Linked DNA regions of Zea mays: region 2 is linked to region 1. The links are chromatin contacts, called in public Hi-C maps. All regions are on one chromosome and are shown on one strand. Each heading gives the region's core, a stretch centred on a gene start, on an enhancer-like site or on the middle of the called end of the contact. The rest is flanking DNA. Distances are from core to core; before and after follow the strand shown. Region 1 holds the start of LOC103633238 (TORTIFOLIA1-like protein 1). Region 2 holds the start of LOC103633239 (ABC transporter G family member 43).

Region 1 (6,823 bases), core at 2,821-5,320:
CTAAGTCCCGGAAGACGGCGAACTCCGCTCCGCCCGACCCAGGGCTCGGACTCGGGCTAAGTCCCGGAAGACGGCGAACTCCGCTCCGCCCGACCCCGGGCTCAGACTCGGGCTAAGTCCCAGAAGACGACGAACTCTGCTTCGCCCGACCCAGGGCTCGGACTCCGCCCTGGCCTCAGCCGACGACCTCCGCCTCGCCCGACCCAGGGGCTCGGACTCGGCCTCGGCCACGGAAGACAGACTCGACCTCGGCTTCGGAGGAGCCTCCGCATCACCCAACCTAGGGCGCAGGCCAGCCACGTCAACAGGAGGCGCCATCATCACCCTACCCCGAGCTGACTCGGGCCATAGGGAACCAGACCGGCGTCCCATCTGGCTAGCTCCGCCAGATAGGCAATGATGGCGCCCCGCATGCTCTGTGACGACGGCGGCTCTCAGCCCTCTTACGGAAGCAAGAAGACGTCAGCAAGGACCCAACCGCTCCGACAGCTGTCCCTCCGCCAGGCTCCATCGCTCCTCCGACGGCCACGACATCACACCAGCTGGGTGCCAAAATCTCTCCGGCTGCCACGACGACATGTACTTAGGGAGCTAGCTCTCCCCCGCTAGACACGTAGCACTCTGCTACACCCCCCATTGTACACCTGGATCCTCTCCTTACGCCTATAAAAGGAAGGACCAGGGCCCTCTTAGAGAGGGTTGGCCGCGCGGGGACGAGGACGAGAACAGGCGCTCGCTTGGGGCCGCTCGCTCCCTCTCCCGCGTGGACGCTTATAACCCCCTACTGCAAGCGCACCCGACCTGGGCGCGGGACGAACACGAAGGCCGCGGGATTCCCACCTCTCTCACGCCGGTCTCCGACCGCCTCGCTCTTCCCCCCTTCGCGCTCGCCCTCGCGCTCGACCCATCTGGGCTGGGGCACGCAGCGACATTCACTCGTCGGCCCAGGGACCCCCCGGTCTCGAAACACCGACACATATGTACACATTTAGGAGAGCCACACATACACAAGTATTCATAAGCTTATGAGATTGTAAAAGCTTTATCTTTTTCAACTTTATTTGTTTTGTCATCAATCATCAAAAAGGGGGAGATTGTAAGTGCAATCAAACTCAATTGAGGGGTTTGGTGATTAAATGACAAAATCAATAAAGTTTCTAATAAGTTTGCTCCTAGTGTATGTTCAGTTATTGTAAAGAAAGATGGAGTATCAACTCTAAGAATTTTATATTTCTTGAGTCGTAGGATTCACCATTCTTTTAAGAGAAATTTTCCAAGGTAAATGTGTTTGGAAAGCTCAAGTATCTCACTTTCAAAAGCTATTTCGAAAATCAAACTCTTTGGGCACTCTGTGAGTTCAACTGGAGTGGGGTTTTGGGGGTTAGAGAACCTCCATGCTCAAAAGCAGTTGAACATACCCTCACAGGCAGCTCAACCTGTTTTGAGCAGAGGAGCTCTCTGCTCAAAATCGGTTGAACCAGCCCCGGGGCGGTTCAACCAGTGTCAGGGTCAGACTAGCTATTATGACCTCTCTCTACTAGTCAGATTGGCAGACTGACAAGCTAGGCAGTTGAACCAGTTCTAGGGGGTTGTTCAATCGGTTTTGCTGGTTGACTTCCAGTCAAACTAAACTTTTTGAACTTGGTTTGGCTTTGGTCAAAACTAGTTCAACTGGTTTTGGGGACGGTTCAACTGCTTCCCACGTAATAAGTTCAAACTGTCAGCACCTTTTGAGGGACCTCTATAAATACCCCTACCTCTCTCCTCATTTACTCTAGTTGTTCCTCGATTTAAGGGCCCTTGGTGTGAGGTTTGAGTTCGTGACTCACGGATTTGGTTTTCCTCTCTTCCTCCATTTCTCATATCTTGAGCTTGTTGAAACACCTCTTGTGCGAATTTGTTGCTCTTGGAACCATCGAGTTACTTGACGGTTTGAGGTCGCTTGTGAGTATCCAAATTTGAGAAGTCTGTATCACCCGCTCTTTGAGCCGACTTGAGAAAAGAGTTTGCCGACATTTGTGGTCGGCTTGTGGAGGATTAGGGTTGGAAAAAGACCCAGACCTTTGTGGGCTCTACAACAGGGAGTATGACACCTTTGTGGTATGGCCGAACCTCTGGATAAATATCATGTCTTGTGTTTTTGCCTATATTCAATTGTTGTGTTTTATCTTTGGCAAGGAATGCATCGAGTGTTGTTCTAGGTGTGTGGATCTTATGGAGGTGCTCCTCCCATATTTCTCACCTTCTAAGCTTAGTCTATCCCCTGCATTCTTATCTTGAGAGATTCTCTCACTATGTCTTCACGTTGTTCTTAGCCTAGATCTATTCTCGCAGTTGGACTGGTTTTAGAGTGGTTCAACCGGCCTTAATAGCGGTTGAACTAGCTTGCACTAGCTATTTATATGACATTATTTTCGAAGTTTGTGGTGAAAATTTCAGGTTTAGCCCAATTCAGGTTTAGGCTATTCATCCCTTGTAAGCTACTTTCAATTAGGCTAAACCTGAAAATTCCAGTTAAGTTTGTGTGAGATTTGTTATGTGTATTTAGTGGAGTTTAGGAGTATGGGTGATTTGGTAGGATGAGTTTTGTAAAGTTTAAATTGATGGATTATATAGTGGTATAAAAATTAGACCTGCTCATATATTTTAATACTACAAATCGGTTAACTTAACACTACGAATTCCGAATGAACCGAGTCTATGTTAATTTTACATGTGTACACTATATGCTGGAGGAGATAATAAAAAAAGAAAAATGTGTGCATCAAGCCATTGACCACCGTTAACACCGCCAGCTAAACTTATATAGCAAATGCGTGTTACCGGTAATCAAAATGGTATATGTTGGAAAATTCTGCATTTTAATGATTTAATTAATTTCTAAAGCAACTTTTAAATGAATTAGGTATAAAGCACACATGGTAAAAAGTATCACATCTTATAACAAATTAAATCAACATCATATGCTAGAGAAAAACACATGGTTTATTATAATGGGCATCGTTCCAGTGTAGTCGGTAATGAGACCGAGTATGAAGGCTTGATGATGATAGTAGAATGTTAACCCATCGAGTAGTCAATGTGATCACTGTTCAAAAACCCAATTCACCTTAATTCATATAGGTTCTTCAGTAGGGTGAGGTTTCTAAGACATTGATCTTACCGTCAACGTCGCCACGCTGACATCAGGGATGTAAAGAGCCTAAGGTCACTCAACATAGAAGAACATATCACTCTTTTTTTTAAGTTTACAAGGCTTGTCTCATTTACTCTATAATAAAATTTAGAATCTCAAAGGCTCATTCATGCATGGTGATGGTGAAAGTGTTGAATTTTAGTCCCACATGGGTAAAGGAGGGGGGCGAAGCCAATTTAAATAGCGTGTCTCTTAGCATTTATTGAAAAGAAACATGGTGAAAAGTTGGGTGGTTGCTATGCAAAAACTTTGATTTGTTGCAACCTATATATGCATAACGAGGTTTTAGAGACATTACTCTCCTTTCGAACCGTCGTCATACCGATTCAGAGAAACACAATAATTTATCCACATATGCCATTGGCTAATTCATATTACAGAAGGTTTTTCAAAAGCTACCAGGAACATTGGCTTCCACAAGACAGATTAAATATTTTGTTATTTAATTGAGATTGGCCCAATCGAACCATGCAAAGATAGCTAGTTTAGGTTCTAACATGTTTGACTAGTCTCAGATCCTGTTTAAAACATCTAGAGCTAATAGTTAGCCAACTAATAAATTATTAACTGGATTGAACCAACTAATAAACTAATTGTTGATTGTGAGATAGCTACTAATTAGCTGCGGTATTAGTTGATATGTTTGGAATCTAATAACTAATTTTTAGTAGCTAATTATTAGTTTTTAATGTTAATATATATATACACACACTAGCTTTCCATTTAAAATTACAAGACGTTTTACTTTTCTAGTCAATCTATTTATATAATAAAGCAACATATTAAAAAATAAAAAATATACTTAGAAAAATAAAAAAGTATCTTATAGATTAAAAAGGAAGAAATATAATTTAGAATTACGTATAAATACGTAATTGAGAAAATGGACAGAGTCCTGCCATGCCAGGCCGGTCCACCATTGTAGTTCTCCTGCTTTCTCTCGTCCCCCACTACCCTCAGCAAACAAAAGAATCCTGAACCCCTTCTTCGCCGATTCCTCTAACCCAACTCATCTCATCTCCGCTCCCAAGGCGAGATCTCACCACCCCATTCCCAAATCAACCCAAACACCGAATTCCAAACCTGGTGATCGATCCAAAAACGCCATAAATCCCACCGAATCCAACTCAAATTCGCAATCAAATGCCCCAGATTGGCACCCAAACCCCGCACCCAGCAATTCAAATCTGACCTCGCCATTCCCGCTCCTCCCCCTCTACCCTCCGCTGCATGCTCCAGACTCCCATAGCAATGGCGACCGCGCTCTCCAAATCTGCCGTCAAATCCCACCCTAGGTCGCCTACCACAGCGCAGCCGCCGCCGAACCCCGGCTCAAACGCCGCGTCGGCTGGCGTAGGGGCGGCTCCTCCGCCTCCGCCGCCGTTGTCGGCCGCCGCCGGTGCCACGCCGTCGAAGAACGCCGCGATGGTGGAGCTCAAGTCGCGCGTGCTCGCCGCGCTGGCCAAGCTCTCGGACCGCGACACGCACCACATCGCCGTCGAGGAGCTGGAACGCATCATCCGCGCGCCGCCGTTGACCGACGCCGTGCCCATGCTGCTCAACGCACTGGCATCTGACTCCCCGGGGTTCGCCTCCCCGGCCAGGCGCGAGTCTCTGCGCCTCCTCGCCACGCTCTGCGCGTCGCACCCGGACGCTGCCGCGCCGCACCTCCACAAGGTGCTTGCCCACCTAGCGCGGCGGCTCAAGGACCCGGCGTCCGACACCTCCGTTCGCGACGCGTGCCGAGACGTCGCGGGCCAGCTCGCGGCAGTGTACCTCCGCCCTCTGTCTGCTTCCGGCGTTGCCGAGGCGGGCAATGCCACCGTGATGCTGTTCGTGAAGCCGCTGTTCGAGGTGATGGGGGAGCAGAGTAAAGCGGTGCAGGGTGGAGCGGCCGCATGCTTGGCCAAGGCAGTGGAAGGGGCCGGGCCTGGGCCCGGTGCCATCGGGATGTTTGGGAAGCTCGGTCCTAGGATCTGCAAGTTGCTCGGTGGGCACGGCGTGCAAGCCAAGGCGGCATTGCTCGGCGTCATGGGAAGTTTGGCGCAGGTGGGTGCTCTCTTTCTAAATTTTGTTGTGAGTGCCTTGCGTTCCATGATCTTACTCAAGGAGTACCAGATATTAGAAGGCCTTGCTAATTATTGATCATGTAAGGGACATGTCGTATTTTAGACAGGATTTTATTCTAGAGTGGGGTCAGGGGTTATTTTGAGGTCTCATGTTCTTAGTTTGAATCATAATGTTGTTTTGGTTGTGGCTTGTGCATTTCCTGATAACTTCATTAGACATGGAAAATACAGGTAAGGTTTTGTTCTGCAGGTTACAGGCCAAGAATTTGCTATGAATGTTATTCTCTACTCTGGCTAGGGCTTCCAGCGGGTCCACTCCTGCTTTGTGGTACTGTAGCTTGTGTATCTCACAGAGAAATGTGGGCTTGAACGCTTGACACTTGCAAATTTCAAACTGCTGGTGAAACATTACTGAGAATGGCAAATGGAGATAGGATTTTAAAGCATAAGCACTGTGATCACAATGTGATTCCTGATAAAGTGATTAGTGAATGTGGAAGTTCAACCTTCAACGCTTGATGTCTTCCTGGAGAACAAAGAGTCTGGGTTTACTTGTTTCTGTTTGACTTGATGGACAATGGAAAATATCACATTGTTGTGTTTTTTTGAGGTCCATAAATAGGAGCTTAATTGGCCTTGTTATGACATCTCTCTCTCTCTCTCTCTCTCTCTCTCTCTCTCTCTCTCTCTCTCTCTCTCTCCCTCCCTCCCTCCCTCCCTCCCTCTCTCGTTTGACCATGGATAATGAGACACAGATATGGCGGGTATATACTAGAGTTTCAATTAAAATGTTTTCCCTGATTTATTTTATGCATTATCTGAGACAGTTGAAGACAGTCCTTTTATCTATCATATTACTTGTTGGCTGTATGAGCATGCTGTATGGTGGTCATGCATTAGTCTTTTGATTGACAGTATTGTAGCATGTTTGGGTGTTTCAGATATATTCTATATCTTTTTTAGATTTCTGATTTATAGTAGCATGTAGATGTAGCTTGCTGGGTTGTACTATACTTGTGACTTTTGTTTTATTATTACTTTTACTTATCATTAGTGTAAGGTTAAGGTTCCAGCTCACCTCTTTGAGTTTTGTTGGTTATATTCATATAAGATTTCAGTGCTAAACCTACAGGAGCCTTATGTAGTTTTACTTGATTCAGGAGCGTTATGTAGTTTTATCATGACAATATTTCCATCAATGCTAGTATTGTTTTGTTGTGCGTATGCGGTTATGCCATTCTACAATGGTATTATGTGAACTATCACCATGGCTATTTGGCTTCATAATTTGAGTGTCTGTTCATATCTCACCTTTCAGGTGGGAGCAATCAGTTCCCATAATATGCCGCAGACACTCCAAAGTATCCGTGACTGCCTTGAGAATAGCGATTGGGCTACTAGAAAAGCAGCTGCTGATACATTATGTGTCTTTGCTACACATTCTGGTCACTTGATAGGTGACGGAATAGCTCCAACCATTTCTGCTCTTGAAGCTTGCCGTTTTGATAAGGTAACATAGAATTCTTTGTGCTCTATCTACATTTGAGGCCCTCTTGCT
Region 2 (6,823 bases), core at 1,586-4,085, 140 kb before region 1:
TCATGGACACCCGAATTTCAGCCACGGCGAGGAGAGCGTGATGACGCAAGCCCGCAGGCACGGCCATGCCCCAGACGAGAGTAGATGGGGAACGAGGGCAAGAGCGCGGGCCAGCCCAACGGAACGGCGCGGGAGCGGTGACTTGGTGGACTAATGCCGGAGGTACCGGGGCGAGACCGCCGCATCTCCGTGGCCCCCGGACCCCGGTGAGGCTAGTCGCCGCCCCGCCGGTGGACGGTGGAGGATCCCGTCGCATGGCTCCACAGACCACAGGCGCGGCCAGCGCGAGGAAGAGTGTGGCGCCGGCGCCGGAGGAGTGGGAAGCGGAATGCGGAATGTTCATATATTCTGGGCCGGGCCTGATTGGGACTATGGACATTTTGGAGTAATATAAATGCCTACAAATCAATTGTACTCTAAAAAACTCATGATTTTGAAGAAGGATTCTATCATTTGTGCGTGTCCTTTTTTTCAATCAGTGCAGGCAGGCTATTTGTTGCCTTTGGCAGTTTTGCAATAAGCGTACGTCAATGCATAAGTTATGCATGAACATCCTTTTTTTAAAATGTGTTTTACCATATCTTGTAGTAGTACTAGTCTCTATCTATCACCGTACTCAAAACGTTTATTCGTCTCCAGCACCATTCCAGAAGTGTCCCTCTGTTTTTTTTTTTAAAAAAAGAAAGAGAAAAGAAAAGTCCGTGGTTGAAAGTTCTACTTCTACATCTCAAGACATGTAGGAAGGGGCATTTGGATCCTTAGCGCGTGTTTAGTTAGTTGGTCGTGCAGTATCCAGGCTTCAGGGTGCAGATGGAGTGGAATTGAACGCTATTTATAGTTCAGATTGCAGGGTGAGTAAACTGTGCGACAATGGCAAGATTGTCTTCAGTAGAGTGTATAAAGTAGTAGACGTAAAACTGTTTGTAGAGAGAAATTTGAAATAGAAAATGTGATAGAAAATTTGCTGGACATAGAGTAATGCTTTTCCAAGTCCGAGCTATGCGGCACTCTGCACACATCATCCCCTTCCCCATGGCCGTCATCCCTCGTGGTCAAAGAGAGAGGGCTATCTATGTTTGAGAACACGTGCGCGCAACGACAGGGACGGAGGAATGACAATAAGGGGGTGTTTGGTTACCCCAAACTAAACTTTAGCCCCTATCACATCGAATGTTTGAACCTCCGTTCCGGGTATTAAATGTAGTCGGATTATAAAACTAATTTGTCAGCCGAAGATTAAAAGACGAGACGAATCTAGTCCAGTTGGTTGGGTCTATATTTCATACTCCTATTTGAAAGTCAAACGCTTGATGTGACCCGGGCTAAACTTTAGCAGGGGCAACCAAACACCCCCTAAATGAATAGTTGTACTCCCGCTCCCGCTTGTCACTGTCCACAGGAGCGGGAAGGAATGGACAAGCATCGATCTGTTAAGTGATTCGGTCAAGGCTCGCTCGGATCAAGAGTCACGACGAGGTGACGTTCAATCATATCGGCCGGCGGGTTTTGTTTAACCGGCCGGCCGGGTAGAGTTTGGCGCCTAGCTCGCTAAGCTAGACAGCTAGTCGTCATGCATGTGCGAAAGAAAATTCAGCCTCGAAAAAACGTGATTGACTAACCCGTGACCGTTCCTTCACATGCGACGACGGAGATATAGGAGTACTAGTATCAGCTATGGCCTATGGGAAGGATGCAGAGCAGGCCGGACGACATGTCGCACGCACGCACACGCTGACACGCACGCACGTACGAATCGGCGGATCAGAGCAGCAACACGAGTCCTGCGGAACTGCATGCATGCATACGCATGCTAGTTGTTCGTTTCGTGCATTTTTTGAGCCAGTGCCCTGCTGCGTGCTGCCTGCTGCCTGCAGATGATTCGTTATAGCCGACACACGTCTAACAGCTAGCTCCGGCCAGGAGCGCCAATCAGACATGCCTACACATGTGTTGTACGTGTGCTGTTGCTAGCTAACGTACGTACCACAGAGGCCGGCCAGACCCCGGCAGCTAGCTAGCTAGCTTGCTGCTGCCTGTGCGTGTACTGAGAGGTGGAGCAGGTTGGCTACAAGGTACCTCGACGACGTTGATGGCGGAGTTGAGCAGCGTGGGCAGCGCGCGCGCGCCCACATACACGTCCGCCTCCACCGACAGGTGCTCGTACCGAACCTCGATCTGCGGAAGCTCGATGCCCACCCTGCAACCATGCACGCATGCATTCGTCAGTTGATTACACGCACACAGCTAGTAGCGTCCCAGGAGTACGAACGAGTACTCACAGGTCGAGTCTGTCCCTGAAGCGGCGCATCAGGCGCTCGTTGTCGTCCTCGACGGCCTTGAAGACGCGCTCCATGAGCTCCCGCCCGGCGCGCGGGTCCAGGTTCGCGATGTCCACCTCGTCCGCGCCCGCCTTGGCGCCGCCCTCGTCCAGCGCCCTGCGGATGATGCCCCGCCGCATGCGGTCGTACGTCGGCAGCTTCTCCAGCGCCGCCCACCGCAGGTTCTCCTCGTCGTCCCCGTCGTCGCGGCTAGCCTGGGACCGCCGGAACGGGTCGTCCGGGTCGCCTGCCGCGTGCAGCGACCGCGAGATGGACGCCGCCGACAGCCAGCTGCGCCGGCTCCCCGACGGTGCCACGATCTCCCCCGCCATGCTGATCGTCTTCTCTTCCTAGCTGCCTAGCTAGTAGCTACTATCTAGCTGTGACTTGTGAGCAGCTGCAGGCGCGCGCACGTACGGCGCGCGGGCGGGTTAGTTAGCTGATGCTGCTGGGCCGCGAGGAGGCGGCAGCAGGCTTAGCGGTGTGCTTGCTTGGTTGGCGCACAACCCTGAAGGGAGGATCCTGTATCTGCGTCATATATATATATAGTTGTGCCGAGTAGCGCGGAGACACGTAGAGACGGATCCACCGAGTGATCGGCCGGCCGGATACCTTACCAATTACCTCCACGGCCGTCGTTGACCGTTGACAGGATGGTTTAAGCTAAGTCGGATCTGTAAGCAATAAAAGTCATGCAACGACAAGTCATCCAAGTTATACCCCTACGCCCCCACTACCTAGTCGTCAGTTGATTAAGCTGCTGCTGCTGCGTAAGTTCACTTGTGTGTGGCATATGGCGTGTAGACGAATGACTAAAGAACGGCGACGACATTAAAAAAAAATCTAAGCAGAATCCACACAACCTAGCTAGGCCACGCGTCTTCATTCTAGAACGTGGTTGTTAGTAACTTATTATTAATCACTGATTCAAGGCGCTTTCCTATACATAATACACTCAACTATACGTCTGTCTATACACAGTACACACACGCGTCGACTTAGAAAAAAAATACACAGTGGTGACTCAATATCTTTAGGGGTGTTTGGTTTTTTGACTAATTTTTAGTCACACCATTTAAGTCTCTTTTAGTTTCTAAATTGCTAAACTCAGAGACTAAAAGAGAGGTTATATCTATTTTAGTCACTGTGTTTCGTGATTAGAAATTAGTACCAGAAACCAAACACCTCCTTAGTTTGATAGATTTTTTTAAAAAAACGAACACTAATACATTAAATAAGTTTCATTAGATTCATTAATGTTCGATTGGAATCTTGTCACCTGGGACGACGATGAGAGAATCTAGATAAAGTATTATGTATTTTTCATTTATATGTTTTTTCTAATGTAGTTATATACTTCCCTTCAAAGAAAGGTCAAATTATCCTGAATTTGATTAGATTTATATAAAAAAGATCGATATTATACCTGGTCCTAATAAATTAGCATCGCCGCAATATATAGTAAAGTTCATAATTTACATACTTGACTATAAGATAAACTGATCCGCCTTTGGGAGTAGTTTATAGCACGGCACTGGCTATTTTCAATAGTTGACCTTCTAGATACAAACGCCTTGCCTTTAATTTGATATATTTTCCCCAGCTGGAAACAATTTAATTAGCGTCCTAGATATATATTCTCGTTTTTTGACCTTCTAGATAGAATGGCTTGCGTTTGCTATAGCCTATAGCTAGCTCTTGATTCGCGGTGCTCACGTAGTCATGCGTATCAGTTTATCACGTTCACGTGTCGACTGAAAGCTGCATACCTGAATCCGCCTCGCCTTACTGCTGCCATTAATATATGGTTTCCTCCTTCCAGTCACGAAGACTGGTTCTCTTACTAGCTAGCTTCTAGAAAGGCCACGCCTAAAAAAATCTCTTAATGGAACAAGAAGAGTGCCGCGAAGAGTCGAAGGAGAAGACGACGACCGGCGAACGAACGAGCACGGGACCCAACTCCCCGGCCGGGCCGAGGAGGACTGGGAACGGAATTCAAACATGCGCTTCTGGAATTCTTGAAGGCTTTTGAGGCAATTCCCGCAAGTTGGCGGCAGCTGTGGCTGTGCCTGTGACCGTGAAGCCCCGTGATTGAAGAAAAGCCAGCAACGTCCGTGACGATCGGCTCTGGTTCGTTCAGATGATCTCCGACGTCGATCGGTGTATAACAGAACACTCTTGATCGGACATTAGTTCTTTGAGGCCTAGTTTAGCAGCCACAAAATTAACCCATGGTAAGTGATCGGGTGCCAGAATTTTTTTTTGGACAATTCAATCCCCCTCCACCTGGTGTGGGATATCCCTGCATAGGATAACTTTCCAGTTGCTATTTAGAAGTTTCCCTAGGGAGATAATAAAGCATATAGACAGTTTTAGACATGCAACATGTAGCATATTATTTATACAGTTGTAAACAGACGATAGCCACCAACTGTCCAACCAAACAGTTTCAAACAACAGATTGTTTATACAGATTCAACGGTTTCAGAAACCAGAACATGATACAACGTGTTTCACAGAAAACAACAACTGTCACATAGGCACTGCATAAGCTTGTCACAATAGGCACCAAATGTCCAACCAAACTAATAAAAAGTTTAGGCACCAAATGTCCAACCAAGCTAATAAAAAGTAAAACGATTTTTTACAGATAATAAAAGATAGTCATCTCCATCCACACATATAGGGAAGAAAAATAGTGTTTGAGAGAGAACAAAACTACAATCCATAAGCTTATCACATAGGCACTGCAGCTACATTTTTCTTCTCAAAGTATTCATTGCTTCCACCAAGATCTCTACAAGTAAGCACAAGGAAAAACATTAACAACTAGTATAAACGGGATAGACTGGAAAAACTTTAGCGCAAGGTAGCATCCAAGATGTCTTTAGATAAGGGGATAAACCCTCTATTCAACTTTCTACATCTAAGATGCACATGGACATAAGTGACATACTAGACATACTACTCATGATGCATAGACATAAGTAGACTGGAAAACTGTGACTACTCATTAGTGCCCGTTGGTGCTGCAAAGTAACTAACATTGAGTTACAACCACATTAGACTGGAAAAAGGAAGAAAGATGAATGGTCGTCTCTAATAACATTAAATTTGTGTTAAAAAACAAGAAGTGACAACAACAAATGTGGTATATATATCCGTCTATAGAAATATACTCCCTTGGTCCACATAAATATACAATCAATATCATTCTATATTTCTAAATTCTGAAACTTTCAGTACTTCAGTTTACTGGTTTAGTACTCTAGGAAAACTACGACAATCTGAATTCCAAAACTTATTGTGTGTGCGCGGTACGCTGGTTCAGAGGTTCATATTCTTGTTTAAAGTTTTATAGATTATTAATGATTATGCACTGCATGCATGAAACAAATTTGAATTTGCTTTTCCAATTATATTCAAGCTATGAAATGGATGGACATTGGCAGAAATAGAACATTGTCCAGTGTGCTCTCTTCTTAGTATAAGCAACACTAACCATGACCAAAACATTGTGGAATATAATAGTACGCTTTGTAGTACCACCATATAGTACAATCCCATTACTGCATAAGTTCGTGGTGATCCCGTGAATATGCAACAAAACATGTTTCGCTCTAGCCAGTTTTGTTCCGCTAAAAATATAGTGGTACCTAGCTTGTTGGATATCGAGCCCATTTTTTCTAACTTCCTTCAAAATCGATAGTCTTGTTCATCATAATTCTAATGAACTAAGCCGAAGATGAAAGCCATTCAAAATCAGAGCAATTCTGAAATGAGCCACCGAGCCAGTTCAAAATTTCTTCTATCCAGCCCTAACATCTACCTCGTTACGTTGTTGCACAAACACTTTTTCTACTGACCATCTTAACCTGATAAATTAGCAGCAGTGTCATGTCTCATGTGCACTAGCAGAAAAACTCAATGGCTATGATTGTCATGCGTGATAAATTAGCATGTCAAACAAATCTTGTTCAATGGGGAAGGGATATTCCTCTTCTTTTATGTAAAATATATCTAGAATAACAAAAATATTATTTACACATTACATAAAAATGCAAAGACTCTTCTCCAGCGAGACTGTTCTCTTGAACAAAATATAAATCTTGGAGGAAGCATACCTCACTGCTAACACTGGAGCGGATCTTGGAGGATAGATGACCTACTAGATCGTGGAGATAAAGAAACAAAGAAGAACGGGGATGGGGACAACAGAACGGGGACACTAGATCTGGATGCACGCTTTCTGCAAGTAAAGAAATCGATAGAGAGAGATGATTAGAAACAACACGACGACATGAAAGACCAAACAAACGCATGTGTGAGTAGAGGAAGAATGCAGAGGAGAGGAGATGGCAATGAAATGGGGAGTGCTCAAACCCTAGACCCACGTCGTTGGTGGAGGACTAGGAGGGCGTGGGCGCGACCGCATTGTGGACTGGAGACTAGGGATGAAAGTAGGATGGAAAAATCCCGAACCGACCGTTATCGTATAACCGATT

What was found. Hi-C and Micro-C count contacts between places; a contact is called where the count stands out from the background.
Region 2: a contact with region 1 is called in a Hi-C map of leaf, with 3 times the contacts expected there. The contact joins the promoter of LOC103633239 here to the promoter of LOC103633238 in region 1. A contact is called at or near these places in 2 of 25 Hi-C or Micro-C datasets (ear and leaf).

What each region holds. Positions count from the first base shown.
Region 1 is chr7:162,548,858-162,555,680 of Zm-B73-REFERENCE-NAM-5.0, reverse strand. It overlaps LOC103633238 (TORTIFOLIA1-like protein 1), which reads left to right and starts at 4,070. Exons shown (of 7, transcript XR_002263403.3): 1 at 4,070-5,245; 2 at 6,584-6,775.
Region 2 is chr7:162,688,722-162,695,544 of Zm-B73-REFERENCE-NAM-5.0, reverse strand. LOC103633239 (ABC transporter G family member 43) reads right to left here and starts at 2,835. Exons shown (of 20, transcript XM_008654935.2): 1 at 2,280-2,835; 2 at 2,077-2,197. The coding sequence starts at 2,650. It also overlaps a transcript of LOC100383699 not described here.